Regions from separate parts of the Mus musculus genome. Here regions 1, 3 and 4 are each linked to region 2. The links are chromatin contacts, called in public Hi-C and HiChIP or PLAC-seq maps. All regions are on one chromosome and are shown on one strand. The core of a region is the stretch at or near the end of the contact, and the rest is flanking DNA. Distances in the headings are between cores, read along the strand shown.

Evidence for each region. A called contact is a pair of places that touch in the nucleus more often than the background predicts. HiChIP or PLAC-seq counts read pairs in DNA pulled down with a chosen protein or histone mark.
Region 1: a Hi-C map of the N1E-115 cell line shows a contact between it and region 2, with 10 times the contacts expected there. The contact joins two enhancer-like sites. A contact is called at or near these places in 2 of 484 Hi-C or Micro-C datasets (the N1E-115 cell line and cerebral cortex) and 9 of 115 datasets of contacts at active chromatin or transcription factors (embryonic basal ganglia, embryonic forebrain, embryonic hindbrain and 5 more).
Region 3: an H3K4me3 HiChIP or PLAC-seq map of embryonic basal ganglia shows a contact between it and region 2, with 4 times the contacts expected there. The contact joins two enhancer-like sites. A contact is called at or near these places in 7 of 115 datasets of contacts at active chromatin or transcription factors (embryonic basal ganglia, embryonic forebrain, embryonic hindbrain and 4 more).
Region 4: a contact with region 2 is called in an H3K4me3 HiChIP or PLAC-seq map of stem cell-derived neural progenitor cells, with 10 times the contacts expected there. The contact joins two enhancer-like sites. A contact is called at or near these places in 2 of 115 datasets of contacts at active chromatin or transcription factors (extraembryonic endoderm stem cells and stem cell-derived neural progenitor cells) and 1 of 9 other capture datasets (embryonic tail).

The regions. Positions count from the first base shown.
Region 1 is chr16:42,745,076-42,748,209 of GRCm38.p6, forward strand. All of the region lies in intron 1 of 4932412D23Rik (RIKEN cDNA 4932412D23 gene), which reads right to left. Among named protein-coding and RNA genes, the nearest start is that of Gm29960, 94 kb to the left of the region's middle. Within about 2 kb of position 1,321, at least 69 of the 459 cell types and tissues checked have an H3K27ac peak or open chromatin away from gene starts, as enhancers often do. A contact at or near this core is called in the N1E-115 cell line and cerebral cortex, where this site is marked.
Region 2 is chr16:42,188,852-42,192,061 of GRCm38.p6, forward strand. No RefSeq gene overlaps it. Among named protein-coding and RNA genes, the nearest start is that of Mir6540, 110 kb to the right of the region's middle. Within about 2 kb of position 1,515, at least 265 of the 459 cell types and tissues checked have an H3K27ac peak or open chromatin away from gene starts, as enhancers often do. A contact at or near this core is called in the N1E-115 cell line, cerebral cortex, embryonic basal ganglia and 2 more, where this site is marked.
Region 3 is chr16:42,716,895-42,720,028 of GRCm38.p6, forward strand. No RefSeq gene overlaps it. Among named protein-coding and RNA genes, the nearest start is that of Gm29960, 66 kb to the left of the region's middle. Within about 2 kb of position 1,332, at least 65 of the 459 cell types and tissues checked have an H3K27ac peak or open chromatin away from gene starts, as enhancers often do. A contact at or near this core is called in embryonic basal ganglia and neural tube, where this site is marked.
Region 4 is chr16:43,129,367-43,132,252 of GRCm38.p6, forward strand. The region is part of intron 2 of Zbtb20 (zinc finger and BTB domain containing 20); the gene reads left to right. Among named protein-coding and RNA genes, the nearest start is that of Gm25873, 4.6 kb to the left of the region's middle. Within about 2 kb of position 1,370, at least 73 of the 459 cell types and tissues checked have an H3K27ac peak or open chromatin away from gene starts, as enhancers often do. A contact at or near this core is called in stem cell-derived neural progenitor cells, where this site is marked.

The DNA.
Region 1 (3,134 bases), core at 71-2,570, 560 kb after region 2:
TCTTTACCAAGTAGGTCTCAAAGCATAAGAAGTGAAATGTAATTCTTTTCCTACCCATCTCAACATCTGCTTCCTAAACTTAGGATTCTTTCTAGGAACATGCTAGCTTAATTTATCTCCCTTACAAATTGATTTAGTACCTTATAATAACCTGGAATTCATTATATCATTATATATATATATATATTTCTTAAAAAGCCACCCATCTTATTTCCTCACAAGCATCTGTATTGTGCAAGTAACATCCTACAGATCTGTAATGCAGCATTTGGTGCTGTTCGACCTATACCAATCACAGCCAATGCCCATTGATTCCAGTATGCTTCACGATCTGTCCCGCATATGCCATTTTCTAAACATGCACAGTAAGAGGGAGAATAACTGGCATTTTAAGTATCAAGTGCAGGGTAACAACAAGCATTGTCCCTGGTTTGCTTGTGTTGTGACTGACTCAAGAAATAGATAAGCTAATATTCCACAAAATGTCAAGACACACTGGGATCATTTTGAAGAGACACAATCATAATTCAGCTCACTATACCTCCTGAATTGCTATTACACACTAATCCGACTGGAGGGCATTTTGACTGCTTTGATGTACAGTCTTTACTGGCTCAATTGTCCCATCTCAAATGTTCTAATGAAACGTTCTCTGCGAAGAAGAGATTTTGGAAACTGTACCTTAACACCAGAAGATATTGTTGGATTCAGTATCTATTCACTCTTCAAACCAACTGACAAATAACCAATGACATAAAGTAGATAGTAGCCTGCATATTGGCACCCATGCATAAATGTACAGGCTCTTTATATTATTTATCTAAGAAGTAATTGTTGAGCATTGACTGTGCCCACTTCCTCCCCCTTCCATCTAAGCAGCAGAATCGGTTAGGGACCTGCAATGCTATCCTCATTTAGCAACAGCAGAGCAGTGTCAGCAGCTCTATTCTGTGCTCTTTTGTTCAGCTTCTCTTTATTTCAGTGGTGTCTGCACAGCTCACCTGATGTCACTGGGAGAGAAAAAGAGACTAGCAAAACCCTTTGAATCGTTCTCATAGCTGGATTTATGTAATAGAAAACCTCATGATCCTGAGAACGTGTATTTTCATACATTACGATGTCAAAGTACTCTACTGCATAGCAAGCTGGGTAGACTGGAATATAAAGTGCTTCCGGTGGGAAGTGAGGAGACAGACAGAAGAATGTTTTCCTGTTCTCAGAAAAGCTAGTCAGATAGCTCTGTTTGAAAGGCAGCGTGTGTCAGTGTGAAGTAATCCTGCCCTCTCTCTTCCTCCCTGGCTTCTCCAGGGAAATGAGTCACACCTGGTCGCTGCCCTTCGGAGGGTGTTTGATGTTCTAAATTCTCATCAGCCCTGCACAGCTAGGATGATGTCAGCACAGTTGACATTGTTAGATCCCTGCTCTGCTTACATCAATTCCCTGTCGCTCGGGTGTCAGATCAGTGTGAAGAATGGAAGGGGGGAATCATCTTCTTAGCAACGAATCCCACTGAATCCCATGTCTCTAGGATCCTGAAAAGACATCTGGCACTTTGCTTTGGGGATTTCCTGTGCATGCCAGAATTTTAGTTAGATTAAAATACAGCCGCAGTGAGTCAAAAAGAAACCTCCCATCTTCTTCCACCAGAATGTATATGCTTTTACAGTACTTCACTTCCAAATGTTTATCACCAAAGTACACTATTTATTCACGTACCCCTGAATTCCTCTAGGATATACTTTCTTGGCTTGATAATCTTACTTCTGCTTAAAGCCAGAAAAGTCAAAAGGGGGCCATCTTTCCACCCTTCAGTAGTCAAACGCCATAGATAGGTATAAGTATATAAAATACACAATCACCTTACAAAAGAAAGAAAGAAAGAAAGAAAGAAAGAAAGAAAGAAGGAAGGAAGGAAGGAAGGAAGGAAGGAAGGAAGGAAGGAAGGAAAGAAAGAAAGAAAGAAAGAAAGAAAGAAAGAAAGAAAGAAAGAAAGAAAGAAAGAAAGATGGCCATGCTAATAAGAACAGGATCCAGATAGAGTACAGAATCATTTCCTGGATGCACTCAGAAGACTAGAATCATTAAATACGAAGCGTAACAACAGCACAATAAACTCAGACAGCTGCAGCCTTCAGATTCATCTATGTATTGATTATCCAGGGGAAGGCAGAGAGACCTTAGGAAAAGGATCTAAAAGGTTACTTTGGAAAATGTTACAGTGCAACAGCCAATAGAACCCTGCCCCTCATGCCAATAGCTGTCAGAAACCCCAACAATGAAGATTTAACGTCTACTCTTCCAGAACAACGTCTCAGAATTATTCTATCTCAGCTCTTTATGCAAACGCTTTTCGTTGCTTTCTAGCTCTCTTTGTGCTCAACCACTTATTCATCTTAGAACCATTTCTGGCTACAGCATCTTCCTCTGGGATAGTTAGAGTCAAGTGACCGAGGTGGGTAAGTGAGTGGACACCAAAATGCTGTGTGATAAGCATTCTCATTAGAAATAGCCTTAGGGTTCAGAGAGGATAAGAAACAAAGGGGAAGGCAAACCCAGGCTCTGGAACAGGAAGAAGTCCTCAGAATGGCATGCTGAGTATTCACCATTTGGTTTTGTTTTTATAATTGCAATTCAAATGATAATTTTAAATCCTGATACTTGGTCCATAGAATGCAAGTATACATTTTTAGCAAATAGTTCCATTGTAGTCCAGAGGGTTCATTTGTCTGCCAACTTGCCCAAGTTACCCAGAGTAGGTATATCCCCAACACAGGGAGAAACAGACACTTCTTTAGACCTCCATAGTAGGAACAATCAAATGAGTTCAGAGGGGGATTTTGTGTTCAAATCCTAAAACCCTAGGCTAGTACCTAGGACACACATAAAATACCGCGTTGCTTGCCTTTCTCCCAGCAGATTCTCTTTCATGTTGTATTCTGTTGACTTACTGCTCCCTCACCAACAAAAAAACCAGAGCCTGGATTGAGTAGTAGCAGCTCAACAGTAAATAGTTTGCCTCACACTCAGGGACCCTGCATATGGTCCTCAGTACTACACACACACACACACACACGAACCCCTCTAAAAATACACTTCAATATTTTTAGTTGTTGTTTGCTCTACAGAACATCCTA
Region 2 (3,210 bases), core at 265-2,764:
CCATTGGCTGTAATGGAAAATGGCTTGTGTCCAAGCTGAATTTCTATCTTCAGGTATCCTTGGCACTGTCCAGAAGGAGGCTCCCTTCCTGAGAGGAGCCTCTGAAAGAATCTTGATAACACTGAATCAGGAGATGCCCATTCCACCCCTACAACCAGCCCACAATGTGGTAAAATAAGCTGTATTGACCAAAACATTTTCATGAAACCATTTGTTATGGTAAATGAGTTTGGGCACCACTGCCCACACCCATCTGCAACGATTAATCTTCTGCCAAAACAGTTTTTATCATCCTGTCCAGGCTTTTGAAATGTGACCTCCCTCTCCAATTTTGGAATCAAATTCAACAGTGTTGGCAAAATAGTAGTGACTAAGGCTGGTGTCTAGAAAATTCCTTTCAACCTTTTTTACAGCTTGCATGGAGATCAGGCCAACACAGAACCAGCAAAATCTCTTTCCTTTTGTTGTGTCGAAGAAGACAAAAGGGAGGAGTCAAGGGCTACAGATGTGACTCCAAAGAAGCACTGTTTGTGACTCCCTGTGGCTTTTACAGGTTAGCTTTACTTTTTGTTGTTGTTGTTGTTGTTGACGAATAGGTGGCAGAAGCCCTGGAAAAGTATTTGTCACATGCAATTGGATTCTTTGCAGCTACACTTGTATTTCCCTAAGGGTCCGTGAGTCCATAGAGATCAGCCGTGAGGGGGAGAGATTGCGTGTGACTGTGCATGAATCAGAAGAAGAACAAAAAGATGCGGCTGATGGTGGCAGGGAAAGACTGGAGTTAATAAGCCAGCATGTGCCTGAGGATTCTATCAGGCACAGGGATGGATGACATAATTGTTTTCTGCCTCTAATGATCTCAGAGATGTGGGATACAAGAGAATATTAAAACAAGACAGAAAGATGGAAACTCATTTTCAGCAGCTGTCAACCAAAATGGGATGTAAACTAGGAGAGAGGCATATTGAAATGTTCACAGGGTTCACTTCATCAAAATGAGCTTTTACCTCTCCCGGATGTCACGCCCTCCTTTTCTTGAGCGGAAGCAGCCTCCCCCCGCCCCCCAAACTGTTGCTCCTTGTATTCTTCCCACAACCTCTGCTGTCACTCCAGTCTCTCGTCACTGTCACCTTGCCTCTCTCCCTTCTTAACATCGTTCAATTTTTTCCTAATCCTCTCTTTCCTCGCCGCAAACATGTTTTTAGTCTCTTTCCTTTCTTCGCTCTATCCCCCTCACCCACCCTCACTTCTGCCATTAATAAGTAACTGAGTGAACCTGGAAACCCTTTTTGTGATGCCAGGAGTTGAATGGAAACGAAAGGAAAAAAAAAAAAAAAAGTCCCTATGAAAAGCACTCCAGTGTCCCCGCCCCGCCTCGGGTGCGGGTGGGCTGTGGCGTCTGCGAAGCCGCGATGCTTGCACGTGCCACGAGGGGGCAGAGGTGCGCGCCAGCGAGCCCGCACCGCCATCCAGCGCGGCAGGAAGTGCTTGGAGGGCGGGCGCCAGCGGCTGCTCTCTTGGCGTCACCCATCACCGCTGCTGACAGCCGCGTAAGGTTTCCGCCTGCTCCCTGGATGTCCACGGATGGGCGCGGCGAAGAAGCAAAGGATTCCTGATGCAAGCGGGAGGGGTAAAGTCTGCCTCAGGCCAATACAGATAGATCTTTTCCCGAAACAAAGGAGCCAGTGGTGCCGTTACGATCAGAGCATCAAGAAGCATAGCTGGGGGAGCCCCTAGGAGCCCAGCAGCCTACCGAGGTCCCCTTTGCTTCCCTGCCCCAGCTCTTCCCCGCCTGCGATGCAAGGGGGTCACATTCCTGAGCTCCTCAGTCCCCTTCCCAGGTAGCTGGAGTAGCTGGAGCCTTCATCTTTGTTAGCCAGGTCACTGTGAATCCAAACAGCAGCTTGCTTGGCCTTTTGGGTGACAGGCGAGATTAGAAGTAGCCCACAGGCTCCGTGTAGGGGAAGGATTGATTAACATTCTTCCCCTGCGGGTTCAGTTTCCTGCAAATCGCAGTAGGCTCAATTCAGCAGCAGATGGCGGTAACGCTTCTGTCAACCTGAGGATTCTCTGTGGCTGGACACACAAGTCCACACACACACACACACACACACACACACACACCCCACCCCACACCATGTATCACATACCACCACGCCTTAAGCAAGCACACTTTGAGAGTCTGGAGCCCCACAGAGATTCTGATCCCTCCAATAAATTTCCAAAGCAGGATAGGATGGAGAGAAAGACCACAATGATGGCAGAGTAATAGCCATTTGTTGGCGGCTCTGAGCCAGGTGCGCACTGCTTTTACAAGACGGGTAGTAAAATAACGGTGTTCAACTTTTATATGATGAGGTAAGGTTAGTTAAGAAATTAACTGCCCGCATTTTCCTTGCCTTTAAGTTGTGAGAATACACAGGTGCCTTTTCCATTCAAAGAAGGTAACTAGGCCTGATTCTCATTCTCTCTCTCTCTCTCTCTCTCTCTCTCTCTCTCTCTCTCGGAGCAGACGGCTCTTCATTTATTTAATTATTTATTTATTAGCTTTTAAAGGATTAGAATTATTCGACCGACTGCTTTTAGACAGGATTCCTCCTGTGCTAATAGTGCTTTAAGAATGAGGATCTTGGTGTAGCAGTCTGCCGTTACAGCTTTTCCCAGAGGAAATATCTCCAGACACTGCTTCTCAAGGATGGTCAGAAGTGGGACCCACCCGAGGGACTGGTGCTCCTGTAGCGTGGAAGAAATGGCTTCCTAGCCGTTGCAGGACTGTTATGCCGTTTGCACAGCCCCTCTACGGGACTGCTTTTCACCTGATCAATCCTGTCACACGTTGGAGCTAGAGATCACTGTGTTTCTATGAAGCCACCCGACACAGGGAGGATGTATCAGAGAAAAGGAAGGTTGACAGAGGCTGGTGTGGAGGGGACTACTGAGGAATAAGGATTTAGGATGGGAAGAAAGGCTGAATAAAGGCTGTGGCCAAGAGGCAACACACATATTCCGCACACCTGGGTGGGAGATGTTATTAAATTTCAGGAAATGGAGCGCCGAGTTACTTGAGACCAGAGGTATGGGAGCTATGGTGATGGTCCCATGAAGGAGTGTGACAACGAAGCAGTAAGACTCACCCACTTGATCAAGGAGAAAAATAGGAGCCATCTACTGAAGTTACCCCTTTGGGAATGCCCTCTGGTCCCAGAGATT
Region 3 (3,134 bases), core at 82-2,581, 530 kb after region 2:
AGGTAACTAGGTAACTAGGTATTACCTCTAGTGGCAGGAAGAGAGAACCCCATCAAAAGGTACATAGAAGTCAAGGTCAACACACACCTAATTTGCTTTTCCTTTATGTAATATGGTCTCACTAGGTTTCTGTAAAATGGAGCCAGGCTGCTAAACCCAGTGAGATGTACAAAGAAAAGGACATTATTGTCATGCTCAAGGAGGGCTTTACTTAAAAAAAAAAAAAAAAAAAAAAAAAGGAGCGGGGGAGAAAATATCTTAGTCTGAGAGCACAAGGGAGGGGCCATAAACATGATAGTTGAGGACAGACTACCAGAGAAGCCCCTTGAAGCATTCGGCCCATGGCTTACAGAGCATTCGGTCCCTGTTTAGCACAAGGACAGTCTAGAGATGCTCTGTCTATCTGCTGATCAGAGACAAGGCTGCACAGAGGAGTGCCACTTAAATCCCATTCCAGCTGCTCCCCATGTCAGAAGTCCACACCGGAAAACTGGAATAGGCTCTGATGTGAGAGAGCTGCCCCATGGTTCAGAGTAGCAAGAACTCGGACCTGCTGACCGCTTGCAGCTCTGAGCACAACAGAATGTAGTAAAAGCCTTGCAGAGATGCAAAATTAGATGAGTGGTCTCCGGGGAAATGAATGAATAAACACTAATGTCTGCTGTCTGACTGTCTACTCATTTGCTTGTGATATTTATATTGAAGGCCTTCAGCGTGCTGATCGCATTTTAAAAGCCAAGTATGTGTATGCTGGTTTACAAGTATACAATCTAGAGAATGAAGCCTAGTTGATCTAAAGAGGTCTGTCCCCATGCCTCCCATCTTCACAGGGAAGAGGCAGAGGGGACAGAGGCAGCCTGCAACTCAATGAAGTTTGCCTATTCAGGCTTTGACCTTTGCTCTTCTTGTCTTGCCAGTGACACTGAAGATTCTTAATCTAGTCACTTGAGATGACCTGTGTTACTAGAAACCATTACGGTCAAAATGAAAACGCATTAAAAGGCAGGTAATATGCTTGCTACTGTGATACATGGGACTTTATTCTTCCTGCAGAGTGCAGAGCAACGCGAGTCTGCCCCATCAGCACAGAAACAGGACAATCTTTCATATGGATGAAATAGCCTTGAAAGCTTCGTCACTGCAGAGCAGAGAGAAGCTACTAAAATGGTTCTTCTTAGCCTCTTTCTGCTGATAAAAAAAAATGGAGAGAGAGAGAGAGTGAGAGAGTGAGAGAGAGAGAGAGAGAGAGAGAGACTGCACCACCTCCCAAGGGCTTCAATGCAGTTGCTATGGCAACACTATATCTGAGTCAGAACTATTAACAATCACCATGGCAACAAGTGTCTCACTTGCCATTTCCAGAAACTGGATGCGTTTGGACTGAAATCATCACACCATGAAGAAAGGGGTGGGGCCTCTCTCTCACTAGGAAACAGAAATACTTTCTCCAAATACCTTACGCAAAAAAAAAAAAATGTTTTAAGTAAAATGAAGTTAAATAGGAAGGGAATCATGTTGTTATGAGCCACACAACACTGTCTCTGTAATCTTATTGTTTGTTGGAATTAGTGCCAAAAATGTTAATAATCAGGATGTTAAATTTATTTTACCCATAAGTCCCAGTAAAATCTTTCATATATATGAGTGAACTTCCTTCCTGTTTTGTCAACGTGAACAAGAACACATTTTATATGTCTTGCCTGGCTCTCTTCTGTATCTGCGTAATCTCCCTAGCCTTACCCCGTCAGACACCCTCGTGAATATTTAGCACAGTAGAATTCTTTAGAGATTTGTGGATCACACTTGTCAAGCAGAAGAAATGATCGTGCTTATTCCTGTAGAGGCACCGAAATGGAGGGTGTGGTGCTGTTCGAGAAGAGGTCATGTTTCAACTTGGGGCTCTTCCTACTGCACAGTTTCAGATACAGAATGCTAAAATAGTTGGTGATACTGGACTTCACCTCAGGTGTGACCTCAGTGAGTGACTGCACACTGGCAGAAAAATCAACACTAGCTTGCTCTTTCTTGAGACCTGTTGGTTGAGTTCTCTTTGCTTTTTCATGACCCTTCCTTCCCTAATTGTCCCAGGATGCATTTCACTGCCAATGTTCCTGCCTCCAATCTATGTCATGTCATATTCTTGAGGTTTCTATCCCAGGGCCAAAAGAGGTTACCTGGTAGCCTTGAAGATAATTTCTCCTGTACTTTACCAATAGAAAGGTACAAGAGTGATGTGAAACAGATTTTCCTAAAACAAAAGCCAAATGAGATCAATGCTCAGATTAATATCTTTTTTTTCTTTTCTTTTCTCAGAACCTTGCTTAGTTAGAACAAGAATTCTCTTACAGAGACAAAGTTTGGAGCTGAGACAAAAGGATGGTCCATCTAGAGACTGCCATATCCAGGGATCCATCCCATAATTAGCCTCCAAACGATGACACCATTGCATACACTAGCAAGCCTTTGTTGCAAGGACGGTGATATAGCTGTCCCTTGTGAGACTACCCTGGGGCCTAGCAAACACAGAAGTGGATGCTCACAGTCAACTATTGGATGGATCACAGGGCCCCCAATGGAGGAGCTAGAGAAAGTATCCAAGGAGCTAAAGAGATCTGCAACCCTGTCGGAGGAACAACATTATGAACTAACCAGTACCCCAGAGCTCTTGACTCTAGCTGCATATGTATCAAAAGATGACCTAGTCGGCCATCACTGGAAAGAGAGGCCCATTGGTCAGGCAAACGTTATATGCCCCAGTACAGGGGAATGCCAGGGTCAAAAAATGGGAATGGGTGGGTAGGGGAGTGGGGGGGGGGGACTTTTGGAATAGCATTGGAAATGTAATTGAAGAAAATACGTAATAAAAAAAAAAGAAAAAAAATTTTACCCCCTCAATAGAATTACCTATCTGTGTTTGAAATACTTGCTTCAGAGCTCACACCTGGGAGACCAACAAACTCAGAAACTCAGAAAACAAACTGAGTTTCCTCAGTTTACCTGTCACATGAGAACAGAGGTGACAGGACCTTTTTCACAACCAATCCTAGGCTGCTGGATTATTGCAAGGCAGGATTTCTATAGAATAGTAATGGATGGAGAAGAGAGAGAGAGACAAAGTAGGTGCTCCTGAGGTC
Region 4 (2,886 bases), core at 120-2,619, 940 kb after region 2:
AGAAATAAAGAACAAGCCATACAGTAGTGGCTCACACCTTCAATCCCAGCACTGGTGTGTCAGTGATAGGTGGATTTCTGAGTTCAAGGCCAGCATGGGCTACAGAGTAAGACCCAGGATAGCCAGGGTTACACAAAGAAACCCTGTCTTGAAAAACAAAACAAAATAAAGCAAAACAAACAAACAAAAAGAACAAATAACAAAAATTAGTTTATACAGTCATGAGTAAGATAAGTGGTTTGCCTTTATTTTCAATTTTAGAAGCATTTTGGTTATATCTAATCATGGTTAAGGATAAAATATGTCCAAGATATTGTTTATGTTCAAAATATTGAACTAGTTTCTTTGTAGTCAGTTTTATTTTGAATATATAAACAGTTGTATAGAAATAAATTATATAAAGTTTCAAAGATTGCTTAAGTTGAATATGCAGGACAAAACCTCAGGGTCTTATACTTAAAGGGAATATTGATTTATGTTAAATTTTAAAGGAATTGATTAGATTATCCATGTTGCCTGGTTAACACAGCAGTCTTGTGCTCTTGCCACAGATTGCCTTTAAAAAAACGCAGTGAGGGTTTTCCTAGGGAGCCAGTGCCTCTGAGTTCTTATGACACATGTATTTTTTTAACATCAAATTTAATATTTTGACAACATATGAACCACATGCGAGTACTTTGTCTACAGGTTTTCTGTTGGGCAGGTGCCATCTGTGGTTGTGAAGCCAAGTGTTCTTCTGGGGCAGAATAATCGAATCAGAGTTAATGGGGTGACCATCTAAGCAGGGCTCTTTGTCATTAAGGTCCACTCTTGTGATAGTAGCACATTATCCCACTGATTGGATTTGTAGGAAGGCATCCACCTGTGGCCCATGTTGGCAGACAAGAGACTGACTGCAGAGGCAGCCCCGGCGAAGGAGAAGCAGGGGGTAGCTGTCCTGGGCAGCAGAGGCTTTGGCTGGAAAGCCACACTTGCAGGATGGCTTAAGCAATACAAGTAGGTGCGTGACTCCCATGGTATTTGGTTCATGTAGGTCCCAAAATAAAGCAACCAAAAGCAGAGGGTTAGATTCTGTGGCATTGGAAAGGAAGGATTTATCTTGAACAAGTGAAAAGCAAAAGCCTGGGGAGACCCACAGCCAGCTGATGAGACAAGATTTAAGCACATGGAGCCCTTTACCTCCATCTCAGGGATGATTTTCTGTTTGGATGAGAGCTATTGTAAGAATTTCCATGTCTGTTGGGGGCACTGAAGTTCTCACAGACTATGGTAAACACAATTTGGCTCACACGCTCTCATAATCAGGCTGACTTGCAGTGAAACAGAGAGTGCTCTATAGCTGTGCCAGGCCTCTAGCAGTACCAACTGTTAAATAATAAACAGGCCCTGTTTGTTGGCAGCCTCTTCCCCTCCTGCCAACACGGAGTGCCCATTTTCTGGGTTTACCTGCCCGCATGTGTTCAGACACTCAGAACAGTGTGTGTGTTGTGTGAGGCAGTGATGGCGTGAACAAATCAGTCTACATCTAATCTGCTTAGTTTATTATTCCCTCAGGACATCGGGTAAGCTAGCAGACATGCAGGGCTTGGGCAGCACAAACAATGGCCGTGCTGTTGTTCTAGATAATGTTACAGGCTTTGAAGAGGGCACTAGCTAATTGTTTTTCTTACGTTTATTTTCTCTTCCTGTTCTTTTTGTATTGGTTTGGTGGAGTATGGATTAGGGAAAATGAGAATGAATCTGCCAATGAGATACTTTACCTCAGGAAGTTAGAAAGTATCTGGGCTGGTTATGTTATTTCACTGGCAAGATGTCTTTGTTTAATGTGCATTGAGTAGTGAGTCATTCTGGAAGTACTTTCTCAAGTCCCACAAGGTACAGATAACCCCAGAGAAGATGCCCACACTTGGCTCAGTGGGTGTGTCACACTATAACTAAAGCATCAAAGTCCATGGTGAGGTCAGACTTCTTCCCTATACCATCACTAAGTGCTATGGAAGGGCAGTGTAAGTAAGATCCAGTTGGAAGCAGTATCCACCTAGTCTCCTTCATGCTCCAACCACCACCTCCCTTTCTCTGAAGGAAAGATTCCTACATGTCCTCTATACAGTCACTGTGATGTTCTTCTCCCAGGAAAAGTCCCTTGATAATGTTAGTTTTACAATGCTGCTTTGGCCAAATGAATTTCATATGTTTCACAGATGTAGTGCTCAAAAATAGACTCTTAAAATTCCCACACCCTCTTCAACCCCAGCAAAGCCACGATGCTCATCGCTAGGAGTAAGCTTTGTATGTTTAGGCCTAAGTGACACATTTAAGTGGAGTTCCTAAGCAGCATGAAGGGTAACTATGAAGCAAAAGATATTCATTCATTCATTCATTTCCCCCCCCCCCAACCGCCTTTCTTCTTTCTCATAAGTTAAGTGAAAAGAAAGACCTTAACTTTCTTCTAATGGCAATATCATTATGAAAAATAGCCTTTGTTAGACGTTTCTATTATAATCCATTTGTTTAAAATTGTCATTCACATTCCCTTGTAATGATGGTTCCCACATGATGAAGCTCTTCGTTGATTGGGAGAGCAAAACCATTTGCTTGCATGAAATGAAATTTCATTCTCAGATCACTAAATACGGGCTACACTGTGGAGTAATCATTCAGTCTTTTTGACTAGGATATTTTTAGATCAAAAGTAAATAGTTGGATGACAGGCTCTGGTGACAGCACAGTCTGTGGAGGTTCAGAGTGTTGGGCTGTGATATCCAACCCAGTCTTCTCTGGATTTATCCCTCAACAGTATGCAGTGGAAGCTAACTTTTATTTCTTTTCATTAAAAACTCAAGGACCTCTTTTCTCACTATCTTTTGAAAAAGACCTTGCTAATTC